Regions from separate parts of the Sorghum bicolor genome. Here region 2 is linked to region 1. The links are chromatin contacts, called in public HiCAR-type maps. All regions are on one chromosome and are shown on one strand. The core of a region is the stretch at or near the end of the contact, and the rest is flanking DNA. Distances in the headings are between cores, read along the strand shown. Region 1 has its middle 17 kb from the start of LOC8079741. Region 2 has its middle 22 kb from the start of LOC8079742.

Region 1 (3,974 bases), core at 467-2,966:
GGAAAAAGTCAGGGATTCAAGTTTTCAAATTAGCCCTAAGGTTTTGTTTTATGGGGATGGACGAAGAAGCGTCACAAACGATCTAGTCTAGCTAGTATGATGATTTGAGGAGGGAGCACATGATTATTCCGTCTAACATGCAAACTGGTGAAACTGTACTGTAAATCATAGGGCTTGTTTAGTTCATTCCAAAAACACCAAAAACTTTTCAAGATTCTCCGTCATATCGAATCTTGCGGCATATGCATAGAGCATTAAATATAGTCAAAAATAAAAACTAATTACAAAGTTTGCCTGTAAGGCCCTGTTTGGCACGGGTCCACTTAACTAGTGAAGCTGTTTTTTGGGCTTTAGCTTCATGAACAGCTCTATCGGTGGAGCTGGAGCCATTTTGGTAAACCATTTAGCAAAACAACTCTTTTCTTAAAATGTGCTCTCACAGAACGCCAGGTAGGATGAGGTGAAGCCGGGAGAAGCCACTATTTTTGGCTCCTTCACACCCTAAAGCTCTGTAAGAGCATATTTTTAGGGGCTTCATTGGTGGAGCCATTCTATTTTATCCCGTTTGGCACAAAACGGCTCCAAACGGCTCGTGAAGCCACTGGAGAAGCCGTGCCAAACGGGGCCTAAATCGCGAGATGAATCTTTTGAGTCTAGTTAGTCTATATTTGAACAATATTTACCACAAACAAACGAAAGTGCTACAGTGGCCGAAAACTTTTTATTTTGACAACTAAACAAGGCCATAATATGTGATTCATGCATGGATTGGACGATCGTTGTTTTCTCGCGTTCCAGGATAGTAGGTATATACTCCATCCACACCAATAAAGAAAGTTGTTTAGTTGTTTAGGACAACTATAAGGTCTTTAAAGCCTAACTTTGACTTTTTATTTTTATAAAAAAATATTTTACAAAAAAGTGGTATATGTATACTTTTATGAAATTATTTTTCAAGACAAATCTATTCATATGGTTTTCACATTTCCAAATTCAACATCGTAAAATTTATTCATGATTTATATTCTCAATGTTTAATCTAAACTTTGTTCAAAACGATTTTTTTTTTATAGGTGACAGCTTCCCAGAAACCTCGCTGAGTTTGCCTCGCGACCGACGGCCGCTCCCACTCGACTGGACGCACCTGGCCGCGATCCCGTCCGGGAGCCGATCAGCTCCCATTCCCACCATGCATCCATGCATCGATGATCCATCAAAGGTGGTTGTTTGGACCACAGCGACGCGATACGCGGCGGCGGCCCCACATTCCCAACCGCCTCCCGCCTCCGACGACGATGCGCCTCGTTGGCGTGGGCGCCGCGCGCCGCCGGCACGCACCCGCAGGCAGCTGATTCCACCTGCCCGCTCTCGCTTCTGTCTGCGCAAAAGACGCCCGTGTCGCCGCGTACCCACCCATCATCCCTTCTGGTGCGCCCGGCCTCGCCGACTTCTTTATTAGGCAAGTCTCAATGGGGTTTCATTAGAGTTTCATGCACATTAAATATGCTGATGTGGCACTATATTAATGAAGAGAGAGATGATAAGAGTTTCATGGGAGTAGAGAGAGTTTCATCCCCATGAAACTCTTATGCACAGTTTCCAAAATATTGATGTGTTGAAAACTGTGTCATGAAACTCCCATTGAGGATGGCCTTAGCCGTCGCCGTCGCTTTTGCCTTGGCTGCCAAGATTCCGCGGCGACGGATTCCACCCCCGGCAAGTGCACTCCGATTCAGGATCAACTCTCCTCGAGTCACGCGCGCAGCATACAGACGAGAGGGCAGATCGACTGAACACTTGTTTAATTTAGGTGGAGGTTCATGACCCAGTTTTCAACGCATTTATATTTTACAAACAGTGTAAAATTTTTTCACTTTTATAAAATTTTCTCTACTCTCATGAAACTGAGAGCGGCCTTATAGAGCAGCCGGGCTCCCTATACCGCCCGGGAAGCCGAAAAGGATACGACCCTTATGGATGACTTTCAATTTTTTTTATAAAATAAAAACAGAAAACTTTTTATTTTATTGTATTAATATAATAATAAATTAATTAAATACAAACGAGGCAGAGCTGCCAGCGCCCAATGCGACGCCGAGCTGCCAGCAAGGCAGAGGCAGAGGCATCGGCCGCCACTCCCCGGTGCATGGCCAGTCTATTCCCCCAAAACCAAAAGCGAGAGAAGGCCCGCTGCCGGAGCGAGCAAGCAAAGTCAATCGAGCATATTCACGGAGGAGAGGAGGCGTGGATCCAGATGCTCCCTTGCACTGCTTCTCCAGAAGCAGCTCACATGGCACGCTCGTGGGTCGGTCGGTAGGTGTATAAATAGCGGCGGGAGGGGAGAGCGGCAGCGCCGCCACCGTCGTCCTCCGCATGTGATGGTGATCTCCCGCATCCTCCGCTCTGCCTTGTGAGGTTTGGGTTTCGAAACCTCCGCGTCCACAGCGGCGGCAATGGAGAGAAGACCATCGACCTCCAAAACCATCCCCGTCGGGTCGGGGATGGGAGAGCATTCCCCATACCTGTACCCGTTCCTTGAGGAGCCCCATTCACTAGCTCCTGTGGCCGTCCATCTTCATCTATCCATCCAAAACCTTATCCATCCACCCAACCCTTCACCAGACCCTCACCCTGCGGAATTGTTTCTCCGCATGTGGATGTGCCGCCCCTCCTCTCGCGTGCGACGCTGCGGCAGCTTGTCCGTTACTCCGCTCCCTTCATGGCTCCGTCTCTGCCGGTTCGCAGCAACTCAGAGGGCGGCACCAGCCTCCATGCTCCTCCCCCGTCTCCTACCCAAGAGGACGCCGGAGGCCAGAGCAGAAGCACCACCGCCGCCACATGCAGCAGGAGTGCTGCCGCTGGTAGAAGATCAGCGGATCTACATCGTCTCCCTACAGATCTACTGCCTTCTTAATTGATTTCTTCGTATTTCTTTGTTTATGGATCGATTCATGGGAGCCTTCTTATTTGGTTTTTTTTGTTTCTGCTTTGATTCATGGGAGCCTTATTTGATTTCTTTTCTTCTTCACCTTTTTTGTTTTGGTTCGGCGTCTGCCTTCACAATAGTACAGTCCGCTTTGGATTTGGATTTCAGACGTGGGCGAGTCGAAGCTGGTCTAGAAATAGAAAGAGGCCAGAAGAAAATCAGACCAGACGAAAATTTTGGGCTGAAATTTTATCTCTTTAGTATTAGGTATAGTATATATATATGTAGACTAAAAAGGGCCAAATCAAGGCCTAGTGTTTGTGGGGTTACATGCATATATAAGCCTGAGAAGAATGCTAGAATAATACTCCCTCCGTACCCACAAAAAAGTCATTTAAGACAACGACACGATATTCAGAGGTTTTTACCTGTATGTCATTATGAAAGATTGACCAAACCAGAATGCCATTAAAAAGTTGTTTCGCACCGCTGTGCCCAACTTCATCTTCGGCTATACCCGTATGTCATTCCGTCCATTTTGAAGTCTAACGGCAGTTAAGTAGTCTGGCATTTGACTTGAATGCCCCTAGGCCAATTGGTGTCGACAACAAAATCTTCTTTTCCCCAGTGCCACTGTCCGCCAGTTTTTTTCCTTCCCTCTGGTGCTTAGTCAAATTAATTAATTATCTCAGTGATTTTTTCCCTTGTGTGACAAAACAAAAAAAGACCATATTAGACCTTGTTTAGTTTCTTTTTTTTTTGCAAAATGGACACGGTAGCAATTTTGTTTGTATTTGACAAATATTGTCTAATCATGACTTAACTAGGTTCAAAAGATTCGTCTCACAAATTATGAGTGAACTATGTAATTAGTTTTTATTTTCGTCTATATTTAATGCTCCATACATGCGTCTAAAGATTCAATTTGATGAAAAATCTGAAAAAATTTGTAAATTTTTTAAACTAAATGAATTACAATATGACCCCGTGATCCGTGCAGATTCTGGGCTGTGCGTCCTCCTGCGCCCGCACTGAGCTGCCGCCTGCT
Region 2 (3,974 bases), core at 918-3,417, 76 kb after region 1:
ATATGCGTGTAATATAAATATATTATTGTATCAGTAAAAACATGTATTGAAAAACCTATTATTATATATTATATAAAAACAATAAACAGAACCGAAGAAGTAAACCAAAAAAAAAGAAACCCTTCAACACTGGTTGGTAATACCAACCGGTGTTAAAGGGTCCTGCAACGTGGCAGCCCTGGCAGGACCCTTTAACACTGGTTAGTATTACCAACCGTTGTTAAAGGGGGGGGCTTTAGTCCCGGTTACCCGAACCGGGACTAAAGGGTGGGCCTTTAGTCCCGGAAGGGCAGCACCGGCTCGGGAACCGGGGCAACATGCCCTTTCCGACCGGTGCTAATGCCCGAACGTGTGGCAGTGATTGCATTAGGCCAGTCTCAGTGGCCCGTTTCAATGCACTATTTTCAAAACAAATCTGCTGACAGAGCATCAATGAAACGAATAATGAAACAACCTCCACAATGCATGAGTTTCACCTTGACGTTTCCTAGGCTGGGCAAAGCATTTAATTAGTACAAAATGATTGGATCACATGCAAGATGATGAAATGATTTAGTCCTCAGTGGGGATTTCATCCCGTTTCACCGCGTGGAAAACAACGCCCACGGAGTTTCACCATGGTGAAACTACTTCCTTCTCTCTCCTCTTCGTTTCATGCAAAAAGTGTAGATTTGCTGATAGGCGCTCTAATAAATGTGCATAACATCCTGGTGAAACCCCACTAAAACTGCTCTTATTGACTGTTTACTTTCTCGATTAGATGACAGTACCCATTGTTGTTTCGTAAACCCAGCTGTTTCCAGCACCCTCCTGCTACATAGACGTGTATACAGTACAGGTTACAGGAGCAGGAGGACTGGAGATCGAAGCCGCTAAACTGATCTCGCTGGTAGACGTGGCTCCATTTACAACCTCAGACTTAATTACTCGTTCGATGCTGTCAGCAATGCTAGTTGCTTGCTGATGGTCCCGGGCACGGGCAGAGAGAGAGAGAGAGGTGCATGGATTGGATGGATGCAAAGGTGGGCGGACACGCGATGAGAGATAAATAAAAACTATGAGTAGTTCTTTAGTTGTATCATGAATCATAATCCACTTAGCGATGGTGGAATCCGTTGTCACCGGCGCGTGCTTTGTTTTGCAAAAGAAATTAACAATGTTGCAACATGCAAATTGTTGTGTCTCCTTTTTTCCTAGCTAGCTACTTCATCTGTCTCTAAAAGAATCAATTCATAGAGTTATCCGAAGTCAAAATTTTTAAACTTTGATCGAATTTATAGAAAAATGGTATCAAATTAATATTATTATATTTATATAAAATATATTTTCATAAGATGTTCATTTTATGTTATAAATGTTGTTATTCTTTTCTATAAAATTAGTCAGGCTTAACTGGCACTGATTTTAGGATATGATTTATTGAGGGATATGGAGGAAGTTTATGATTACTTCGTCCTCCGTGCACAAAAGAATGCAATTATGGGATCCGTATCAGTTAAGTTTGCTTAAGTCTGACTAAATTTATAGTAAATATTATTAGCATTTATGTATCCAAACAAATTTATTACGGAAATATGTGTTATGATTAATCTAATAATACCATTTTTTTCTGAAAGGAGGGAGTAGTAATTCACTGCTGCAAAGGCAGCCTGATTCTCTCGTATCTCTCACGGTTTAACCAATAAGTAGTGATCTAATAGTACTCCCTCCAGTCATGCATGCACGAGATCTGAACCACCCTAGTTGATGGTTTCTGTTGTTTTGCGTGCAAACTTTGTGTCTTCTCGCTCAGGCATACTATACGTATATGCATCTATCTACCCCCACAAACACCAACAAGTTGAGTGCCGCAGATCTTAAAAAAAAAGCACAATCATTGATGTATGAATGTATCCTATTGTACTAACCTCTCTCTAAGTCTCCATCAAGGACCAGTCGGCAATAATTATAGATGAATAACCAAATAAAACCGTCGCCTACACAATACTATCTCGTGTCGCTAAACCGATAGCTGGTGCTTAATTACACAAGGAACTCAGTTTTTCTCCACACCTAAACCAAACATGTTTGTTTGTCTTAAAAAGTCACGGCTGTCATGCATATGCGGGGAACCGCTCGAGTCATGCAGCTTTCGCAATGCTCTACGCCACTGCGTGCGTGTCTGGATGCCGATTGGCGAGTGAGACGACGATGGCGACAGGCTAGCTAGGTAGGCTCCCCACTGGACTCCTCATCTCTAGTCTTGGTTTCACCGATGAGCAAGTAGTTGGCATAGAGAATTCCGTTCCTGAAAACCTATAGCTGATCAGCTCATTAGCCCGGCCGTTGTAAACAAAAAGTGTGGAGAGTTTCCCATCTCCTCTCCTGCTGTGTGGGTGCGTGCATGACTCGGGAGAGAGTCGATCCGAGGTCTTGTTTAGTTGGTGAAATTTTTTCGATTTAGCTACTGTATTACTTTCGTTTGTATATTTAACTATGGACTAACTAACTAGATTCGAAAAATTCGTCTCACAAATTATAGATAAACTGTGTAATTAGTTATTTATTTTATATATATTTAATATCCTATGTATCCGTCTAAAAATTTGATGTAATATAAAATTTTGGAAAATTTTTAGAACTCAACGAGGCGGGCATGAATCGGAGTGCACTCGGCGGGGGCGGAATAATGAATCCGTCCCTGCGGAATCTTGGCGGCCAAGGCAGATTATATTAAGCGATCGATGGCGATGGCGACTGCATGCGACGACGAGAAGCCGATCGAAAGGGTTCGTCGTCGGGGGTAATTAATTAAAAACTGTCGATCGGCGAGGCACCAGGATGCATGGATGAGATCTCGGTGGTTACGCGGCGACACGATCGCGAGGCCAGGCGGCGGCCGTCTTTTGCGCAGGCACAAGCTGTGGTCCAACAACCTGTGAATTTGGGGATGCATGGATCTGGGACGACTTGGGAGTTGGCTCGATCGTCTCCGGACGGGATCGCGGCCAGGTGCGTCGAGCTCATCGAGTGGGATGCAGGTCGCGAGGCAAGCGCAGGGAGGTTTCTTGGAAGCTGCCCGGTGTTTCGGCCTTGTTTGTTTGGCTGCTATAGCAAAACGTACTGTTTGTTAAATACTCCCTTCGTACCTAAATTAGTTGACGTTTTAGAACATGGTTGTGCTTACCAAGGAGTGATTAATTAGAGGGTATTTTTTCCTCCTTTGACCTTATTAAATAACACCGCAGGTGTTACTTTTACAACGACGTTGCATAGCTTGATTGGCTAGTTCTCTGTGGTTTAAGGTTGGAGATCGACGGTTTGAAACTGTGCACAGCGTCATCTTTTGAGAGAACGGGCTAAGAGGCTAAAACGACAGGTATGGAGGGAGTAACTGAGAGATTTGGCTCATAAGTCCAAAAAAAACAAGATGTCGTTAGTCATTCATCGTGCCGGTGAACGGTGCAGGAACATCGCAGCATGTGATTTTGCCAGTGGCACAGCACATTTTACGTATAATTGGGTGCATATAGGAGGAGGTTGGGAAAAAAAAAGAATGCATAAGAACGAGCTAGAGAGTCCACGTCGTAAATTACCTTTTTTTTTCTGGAACGCAAGGAAACAGCGATCGACCCCATGCATGCATGAATCGCATATGTACTCCGTAGTAATATGATATGCAGCTTTACTAGTTTGTTAGACGAAACCATGCTAGCTCAGTTGGTTGAAAAACGGTGCCTCCTTTTTCGTTTAATCATTCACAATTGATATTCAACGGGATCTATATTAATTTTACACCTTTAGTCTTTCTATTATCTGCATTGAATGTATTTTCATGTGTAGCTATTTGGTGTCATAAGTATTTACTTTTTCTAGTATAAATTTTCTCACACTTTAGATAATTTCACTAAGAGAGAGAGAGAGAGCATGCATGGTAGAATTGTATTCTTTTCGAGATAGAGAGGTAGTTTGACTAGCACAGTGCCCCATGAACA

What was found. HiCAR-type assays count read pairs that join an accessible place to other places.
Region 2: a contact with region 1 is called in a HiCAR-type map of leaf, with 5 times the contacts expected there. The contact joins two enhancer-like sites. A contact is called at or near these places in 1 of 4 Hi-C or Micro-C datasets (leaf) and 1 of 1 datasets of contacts at active chromatin or transcription factors (leaf).

What each region holds. Positions count from the first base shown.
Region 1 is chr5:7,131,100-7,135,073 of Sorghum_bicolor_NCBIv3, forward strand. No RefSeq gene overlaps it. Among protein-coding and RNA genes, the nearest start is that of LOC8079741, 17 kb to the left of the region's middle. Within about 2 kb of position 1,717, at least 5 of the 5 cell types and tissues checked have open chromatin away from gene starts, as enhancers often do. A contact at or near this core is called in leaf, where this site is marked.
Region 2 is chr5:7,206,999-7,210,972 of Sorghum_bicolor_NCBIv3, forward strand. No RefSeq gene overlaps it. Among protein-coding and RNA genes, the nearest start is that of LOC8079742, 22 kb to the left of the region's middle. Within about 2 kb of position 2,168, at least 4 of the 5 cell types and tissues checked have open chromatin away from gene starts, as enhancers often do. A contact at or near this core is called in leaf, where this site is marked.